Regions from separate parts of the Triticum aestivum genome. Here region 1 is linked to region 2. The links are chromatin contacts, called in public Hi-C maps. All regions are on one chromosome and are shown on one strand. Each heading gives the region's core, a stretch centred on a gene start, on an enhancer-like site or on the middle of the called end of the contact. The rest is flanking DNA. Distances are from core to core; before and after follow the strand shown. Region 1 holds the start of LOC123187680 (EEF1A lysine methyltransferase 4). Region 2 has its middle 27 kb from the start of LOC123187679.

What was found. Hi-C and Micro-C count contacts between places; a contact is called where the count stands out from the background.
Region 1: a contact with region 2 is called in a Hi-C map of leaf, with 2.8 times the contacts expected there. The contact joins the promoter of LOC123187680 here to the enhancer-like site in region 2. A contact is called at or near these places in 2 of 5 Hi-C or Micro-C datasets (both in leaf).

What each region holds. Positions count from the first base shown.
Region 1 is chr2A:85,159,997-85,164,493 of IWGSC CS RefSeq v2.1, reverse strand. LOC123187680 (EEF1A lysine methyltransferase 4) reads left to right here and starts at 2,944. Exons shown (of 8, transcript XM_044599599.1): 1 at 2,944-3,290; 2 at 4,245-4,358; 3 at 4,437-4,497. The coding sequence starts at 3,035.
Region 2 is chr2A:85,124,909-85,129,047 of IWGSC CS RefSeq v2.1, reverse strand. No RefSeq gene overlaps it. Among protein-coding and RNA genes, the nearest start is that of LOC123187679, 27 kb to the left of the region's middle. Within about 2 kb of position 1,272, at least 1 of the 8 cell types and tissues checked has an H3K27ac peak or open chromatin away from gene starts, as enhancers often do. A contact at or near this core is called in leaf, where this site is marked.

The sequences.
Region 1 (4,497 bases), core at 1,695-4,194, 34 kb before region 2:
ATATATAGGCAACTTATTTGTGTCGGTTCATCGCACGAACCGGTACTAACGCCCCCCTTCTGTCCCGGTTCTAGTCACAAACCGGTACCAATGGTTGTGGCCGAGGAGCGCGGCCCATTGGTCCCGGTTCATGCCTAGAACCGGTACAAATGAATCCAGACGAACCGGGACCAATGCCCACAAGGCCCCGGCCGCCCCCCTGGGCTCATGAACCGAGACTAATGCCCCCATGGGTCCCGATTCGTGAAGAACCGGGACTAATGGGCTGGCCAGGCCCGAACCAAAGCCCTGTTTTCTACTAGTGCTAGGAGGTCTAGGAGCACGCTCGACATGCTGCTTGGGCATGCACATTGCCGTCGTTTCGTTGTCATTTTCCCACCTGTTTGGGGAAGGTTGTAGAACCGTCATTGGACTGATTTTTGTGTTTGTTTTGTCGGTTTTACCGGTTTCCCTTTTTTTCATTTTTCATTCTTTTTTTCCTTTTTAAAATTTGTGAACACTTTTTAAATCTTTGTATATTTTCCAAATTAAGGAATACTTTTCGAACCCCTAGACTTTTGAAATTTGATTTTGTTTTGAACATTCGCAAAGTTTTTTAGAATTACATGAATATTTTTATAGTTTCATGAATATTTTTAAATTTTGTAAAATTTTCTAAATTATGTTTTCTAAAATTATTGAACATTTAAAAAAATAGCAGCAGTTTTTAGACGGGTTTGAGAAGAAAAAAAACCACCCGAGCCATGTGTAGCAGTAGCACCGACGAAACTGAATAAAACGACCAAAGTGAGTCGGCCCACCACGTGCCTCACTAAGCGCCTCACTGCAGGTGTTTGCACTGCGCCTCACGGACACGGTGAGGGTTTGTGACAAATAGGCAGTGCGAACATTTAAGAACTCATTGTAGCAAAATCTCTATTTTTTATAAATATTTCTTAAAATTCTGAATAGTTTTTGACAAATGCAAAAAATGAAAAATGAGAACAATTAAGTTTTGAATAAAATGTTAATATCTGAACAGTTTTTAAAGCTAACATTTTTTGAAGGTATGAACATTTGTTTTCAAATATGAACATTATTTTTAAAATTCCAGAATATTTTTTGCATTGTAATTTTTTCTAAAATCGTTTTGAAAAGGGACAATTTTTAAAATTCTGATTTTTTTTAAAACGCAAACATTTTTTGAAAAAGCTCACACAAATTTTGAAAACAGTAACATTGTTTGAATTTATGGACAAATTTTGAAATAAGAACGTTTATGAAATTTATGAGTATTTTTTGTAAAAAGAAAAAGAAACTTGAAAATAAGGAAAAATTAAACTGAAAAAGGAGAAAAAGAAAAGGCTAAAACAGTTTCAAGAACCTTCTAGAAGGTTACCAACACTAGTCAGGAGTCGGATTCACCGCTTGCCCGCTCGCGCTTAAATGTGTCGGCCTAGTTCGGTGCTCGCTTGCTTCGGCTCTATGCGGAAGGTCGACAAAACAACACACTGAGCGTCGTATAGGAAACACGGTGTGAACTAAGTCCACGCGTGATTGAGGGGTAATCCAACGTCCGAAATCGCACAAAACCTTGCGGCGGTTGTTTGAGCCGATTCTGCCGCCGCAAGCGTTCTCTTGCACCCGGCACATCTCTGCCCTATCCCTACACACATGACCTTGCTGCCAAGTGCGAGCTCTGTGCATCATCTGTTTCAGGTAATATTATTACTCGACACCTTTCTTGGTGCCTGATGCGGGGGGACGGGGGATTCTCTCTCACTCTCACATTTTTACTAGTTTTTTTCCTTCTAACTATCTCTGCTGATATCGCTGCCATTTGCCAGGAAGCTGGCATGCATGCTATCCGCAAGAATCGATATGTTATCCTTCCAAAGGACTTCGAGAAGGGTTACCGAACGAACGTCAATAAGCCTGAAACAGACTTTGACTTCTACAAATGAGGCAACTAAGTGTTAAAAAGAGAATGCTTTGTTTTCAATCAAGTCCTCTGTATATGCTAGTACTAATGTAAATTGTAACCCTACATGTTGCTTAAAAAAAATTGTCAGGACAGATTTTGTTGGCATGTTCTTTAAATACTCCGGCCTCCCCTCTCTCGAAATCCCCACTCTACCACAAGAGTGTCGCCGGGCCGCACGCCGCACCAGTGCACCACCTCCAACTCCATCATTGCCGTGAGATCGCCGACACGTTTCCGACGAGCTCAACCACCCATTCAAACCAGCCGCCACCACCATTGCCCTCCACGACAACCGACGCATCTCCTCGACATCATCCGCACGCCCAACGATCACTGGGCGTTGATTTCATCGAGACCCGAGCCTCGCCACCACCGCCGACACCATGCGTCTCAATTGCATCGTGTTCGCTAATGCTTACTCCAAGTCTCACCATTATCATTCAAATCATGAATATGAGTGGTATAAATACTTCCTACGTGTAAAAACAACAATAATAAACTTTTTTACGGAAGAAAAACGACGTGCAGTCGCTGCCGAGTACTCCCTCCGTTCGGAAATACTTGTCATCAAAATGGATAAAAGGAGATGTATCTAGACGTATTTTAGTTTTAGATACATCTTTTTTTGTTCATTTTGATGACAAGTATTTCCGGACGGATGGAGTAGACATTAACACGGCCGAACATCACCGATTTTTTTTATTTTTTTTGAAGTGAACATCACCGATTTAACCAACGCGACCCATGTGAAGCAAATGCGGAAGAAAATTCAAGCCACAAAATCGCGGCAACAGCCACCGAAAACGAGGCCATCGGAAAAGTCAGCAAAATGAGAAGGAAACGGAGAAAATTCGAGATGCAATTGGGGAAAAGAAAATGCGAATCGGCTGGCGACGACGGCGACGTGTGGAGTGGTGGCGGCTGGTCCCAAGCTCGGGCACACCGGTACCGATGCCGATGCTCCTCCCACTCCCCCCAGCCCAGCTCACCTAATACGCTCTCCCTTCTCTCTATCCACCCCCACCTCGCTCGACTCGCTCGCCCGCCCGCGCCTCCCGCCGTCTCCGGGCGATGTCGTCGTCGTCGCCGCCGCTGTCGCCTCGCGGGGCGGAGGAGGGGGAGGAGGATGGGGGCACCGGGAGCGGCGGCGGCGTTGGCGGCGGCACGGTGTTCAGCTACGGGGAGGCGGGGTACTGGGACGCGCGCTACGTGGAGGAGGGCGGCGCGCCCTACGACTGGTACCAGCGCTACGCCGCGCTGCGCCCCTTCGTCCGCCGCTTCGTGCCGCCGGCCTCGCGCCTCCTCATGATCGGCTGCGGCTCCGCTCGTACGTCCTCCCCCCTCCCTCTTCCGCTCTCCTCCAGTCCTCCTCACAGCTCCGTAGAGACTGTGCTCGAACTGAAGCAGCCAGCGTGTTGGTTGTGCTCGTCGTGGCGGTGCTCGCGCATTCGTCCGTCTCTCGTTTCCGGAAGTAGAAGTTTCCTTTCCTTTTCCTCTCCTCCTTTTCAGGTTCGGTTCAAATAGGTGCTTGATTGTGATTCGTGAATGGGGGTGATTGGCACGGACCAGCGAGTGAGCGATCGATCTTTTGGATTAGATGCTTGCACAGAGCACGGTCAGCGTCTGTTGGGGTCGAAATTTGCTGTCACGGCAATAGTTTCCGGATAGCTCCTCGGCTAGGTGTATCTATTATATAACAACATGGCAATCAGATAATGTCATTCTATCAGTCCACACTCCACAGGCTGATATATATCACTTCCAGTAATCTGATAATTGTACTCTGGATGGGATAATGTGCTATAGTGCTACAGTTAGGCAACCTGTGAATTGATAGGGTTGTGATGTTGATGCCACACAAAATCAGTGGGGCATGCACAGTGTGTAAGTTAATTTTTCAGAGGGACTATGGAACCACACATCTGAATTCTGAAACCAGCACAGCTCTGTATGATAATCCAAACCAAAACCAACCTTGGCTCCACTTGCTGCCCAGTAACTCAAAGTTGCTCTGGGCTTTTAGTATCGTGGTGAGACTATATGTGCTGCATCGACGCGTTAAATGCATGGCAGCACATTTGAACGTTGTGTCCTATTGTGTTACATTAGTCATAGTTTCGTCACAGATATTTCAGTGCTTATGCACACACACTAGGGGTTGGGTTTTGCACCCTTGATAGGCTGATCTGGATAGAGTTTAGGATGCATTCTAAATCTAGGCTCGATTATTACACTCCCTGTGCTAATTTTAAATTTTCTCCCCATGCTCTGCTGTTCGTAGTTATGTCAGAGGATATGGCCGCTGATGGCTACATGGAGATAATAAACATTGACATTTCTTCGGTTTTGATTGAGATGATGAGGAAGAAGTACTTCAATCTCCCACAGCTACAATGTATCCTTTAATATTTTACATTCCCTCTTTGTCCGGGAAGTGCAATCTAGTTTCTGTTGATTTCCTTATGAGCTGTAGACATGCAAATGGATGTTAGAGATATGAGTAAATTCTCTGACGAATCATTTGATTGTGCCAT
Region 2 (4,139 bases), core at 23-2,522:
GGGAGGAGCGGTACCCCATCTACACCTCAGCCGTCCACCCCGGTGAAATCTTCAAGCACACCACTACCAGGCAAGGGGTAAAGTCCGAGAGGGTCTGTGTAGTGTGGCTCCTTTACAAGGAGAAACTAGCGGATTTGGCCGGTGAAGAGACAACACCTGGAGATGGTGACATTCATCGAGACGAATCGCATCATGTTGGGCCTCCCCCCCTCGAAAATGCCGTTCCCGACCTCGGTGACGACGAGCAGTATTGGGACGGAGACATAGCGGGGAGCAACGAGTGCTTCTCCCAAAGCGTAGAAAGTCGCCAGTTTACTAAAAAAAATGTCGCTTATCGACTTTCCTTTCCCTATGTAACCACTTTGCAATGGAATGCTTATCTCAAATTAGTGTTTTATCCCTCAAATTGAGTATGTAGATGTTTGAGTTGTTGCAAAAGGGAAAACGAAAAAAATATATGAAGGGCACATATAGTAACTCTGTATTTGTGCACAACCCATAGCGTAGCAGATAATACCTCCGTTTGTAAATCTAAGTTTTTTTTATAGAGATTTCAATATGGACTACATATGCTACATATGAAGCAAAACTAATGAATCTATACTCTAAAATACGTCTACGACATCCATATGTAGTCTTTATTAAAATGTCTAAGAAAACTTATATTTAGAAACTCGGAGGGAGCATGAAGCATGTTATATGGCGACTGTCGATACGGTTGATTCTGCCACAGTTGCTTTAACATGATGGGTAGTAGTATTATTCCTGCGGAAATCAAAACCAAACATGGAATTTGTTACAGAACGGCCACTGAAACCCTGTCATGTAGCACTGGTGCGAGACGCACGGTGCGTGCGCCCTGCTCGTCGACACGCCATGACCGGCTGGAGACGCTCGACTGGATGCCAGACGCTGATTCCGCCGCCACCCCGTACGTGGTGCCGTGGTCCACAGAGCGCTCGGTCGAGCGACTTTTGGTGCACCCGGCACGGCATGCATCATGGCGACGACGTGGTGTTCAATACGGTCGTCCCATGTGAATGTGATCATCCACAGGGTTCGCACTCAAGGCGAACTAGCCGGCCTACTGCTGCCCAGTTCAGACGCGGGAGCAAGTGCTGGGCGTGACCGGTGGCGGTGACCCGGGGTCGTCCGTCCGTCGTCGTTGCTAGTGCCGGGCGGTCCCGGGGTCGTCCGTCGTCGTCACCAGTGCTGGGCGGCGCGGCCTCGACCCTGACGCGACGTCCCGATCCGGTCACCGTCGCCGTGGGCGTCAACACGCCGTATATGATTGCTGCGTGGACACCAATTGGCCCCGAGAGTTAATAATGGTGCGCATACGCTGACCGGGCTAGCCCAAAAGGCGATTATTGCACGTTCGGCCGTGACAGACAGCACGGTAAGCATAGGGCCTGTGGCTATAAGGTGTGCCGAGTGAGCTATGGATTACTCTAGGTCTAGGAAATGATCGGTAGACTGTGGCAGGATGGGGCATGTTGCGTCAATCTTCTTCTAAAGGCACCACTAGCTCAATGTTAGCTCTACATATTAGACTCACGTTGCATCGCGGGAAAAAAAGGTGCGAAATGGAATTTAAAAAACCATTTGACCTTTTTTGTGTGTTTAAAATCAGAGGAAGATATGTTGGAATTTAGAGAGAGAAAGAGACCTCCACAAACTAGAGAGGAGTTTACAAAAAAAAAACACGCGAACTTTCAAAAATAAGAGGATGAAACTTTCAGAAAGTCTTGGCGAATGCATCAACTACAAATCCATAAGCCTACACCATGACTACACCATGACTTTCAACTAAAATCCATCGGAAAAAGATATCAAATCATGAAATCATCCCATTTGCCTACCTCCTCGGGCGAGCGACGGGCGGTGCCCATATAGGAATAGTAATAAGTAGTGCAACATAGCATAAACCCATGGCTACAAGATTCAACAAATAAGCAAACATGATATGATAGGGATATGGAATCTTCTTTCGATGTGTCAATTAGGCGAATAGATGATGGTAGTCTTTCTGTGACATGATTTGCTTGTCTGTTTTTTCTCCATATTTTTCTTCTTTGCTGCAATAATTGGACTATGTTGAGCTGTTTGATTATCTTCATGCAAAGTCCTAGAAATCAATAAAATTCTTGTTCCAAAGGTAAATACATGGAGCATGTAATTTAAAATAAACTAAATACTATATAAAATTTTAAAAATAACATAAGATTCTAGAAATACATATGCATGTTCTCTAAGTATCTGCATTTTTTCATTAAACAATACGATAATTTGCATACTACACAAAAAGACAAAATCTGCCCAAATATAGCACAAAAACATATTTAGAGAGAGAAAGAGACCAACTAGAGAGGAGTTTAAAAAAAATCAGTGAACTTTCGAAAATAAGAGGATGAAACTTCCAGAAAGTCTTGGTGAATGCATAACTACAAATCCATAAGCCTACACCATGACTACACCACGACTTTCAACTAAAATCCATCAGAAAAAGAAACCAAACCTTGAAATCATCCCATTTGCCTACCTCCTTGGGCAAGCGACGGGCGGTAGCCATTGGAATAGTAACAAGTAGTGCAACATAACATAAACCCATGGCTACAAGGTTCAACAAATAAGCAAACTTGATATGATATGATATGATTACATGATGGCAGTCTTTCTGTGACATGATTTGCCTGTTTGTTTCTTCTCCATATTTTTCTTCTTTGCTGCAATAATTGGACTACGTTGAGCTGTTTGCATTATCTTCATGGGAAGTCCTGGAAATCAATAAAATTCTTGTTTCCAAAGATAAATACAGGGAGCATGTCAATTAAGATAAACGAAATACTATTTAAAACTTTTAAAATATCAGAAGATTCTAGAAAATACATATGCATGTTCTCTAAGTATCTGCATTTTTTCATTAAATAATACGATAATTTACACACTACACAAAAAAGACAAAATCTGCCCCAATATAGCAAAAAAAAAACATCTTTTTCTTATTTTTGTACACCACGTACGAGCACATATGTTACTGAAATTTCGTATATATATACTATACATGTGTTATGTGTATACTTTTAAAGTTTCGATGATAAAAATAACGTGCTCTGTGCGAAAGCACTTCCTGGCCATTACTCACATTTACCCTAACTCCTATTTGGCGCCGGCTGTAACAGTTACAATGCTTTCGGTAAAAGGCGGGCATACCCTCCTTTTAATACATTTTGAATGGGCCCGCCACCATCTTAAGCACGAGCGGAAAGCTTGCTTCCAGAAGCTTCCTAGCCCAATTTTGGGGAGCTTCTGGAAGTTTCCAGTAGGTTTTTCTTTTTTCAGGTTTGTGGACGGTTTTTATTAAGTTTTTTCCCTTTTTATTTTCTTTTTTATTGTTCCTTTTTCTTGTTTAAAATGCGTGAATTGGTTTCAAATTCAAAACTTTCTTCAATTTTTAGAATATTTTCATGAACTTTTTTTATCATTTTTTTGTTTTTTGTGTGAAAGTTTTTCCTTAAATTCGTGAACTTTTGTTGACACACGAACAAGTCACGTGTACCCTCAACGCCGGGGGTGATGCACCGCAGCTCACGTCGAAGGAGACCCGACCGACAGCGCGATACGCAAGACAGTCGACGGACGCTTTTGCAGACCCGAAAACCCCACACCCCCGGGAGGGACCCCGTCAGGGAGTGCGGCGGCTATGGGCTGCCCTAGGTTGATTCGCTCGCCCCTAGAGCCTCGGGATTCGCAGCTCTCAAACACGAAGAACAACGAAGAATGAGAGAGAAAAACGGTGGAGAGATAAAACACAGATGAAAAAGTAGTATATTGATTTGTTCGATTGTGTGTTGTTCAATCGGCGATCACCCCCAACATATATAAGAGGCGGCCGGACTTTCCGTACAAACAAAGAATTCATCTAGGCTTTCCTTACAAAAAATTACATCAATTCACGTCCTAGAGTCCTAGTTCTATTCCAACTCGGATTCAGTCTGAATCTGGCCCAACTTCTGTCTTCCTCCTTGCGCAGGCCGCCGAGCTTGCATATGACCTCCGATCAAGACGGCCCAAATATGAAACTTGTGCGCCTCGACGAGACGAACAATCTTTATGTTGAACACTTTTCCAAATAAGAC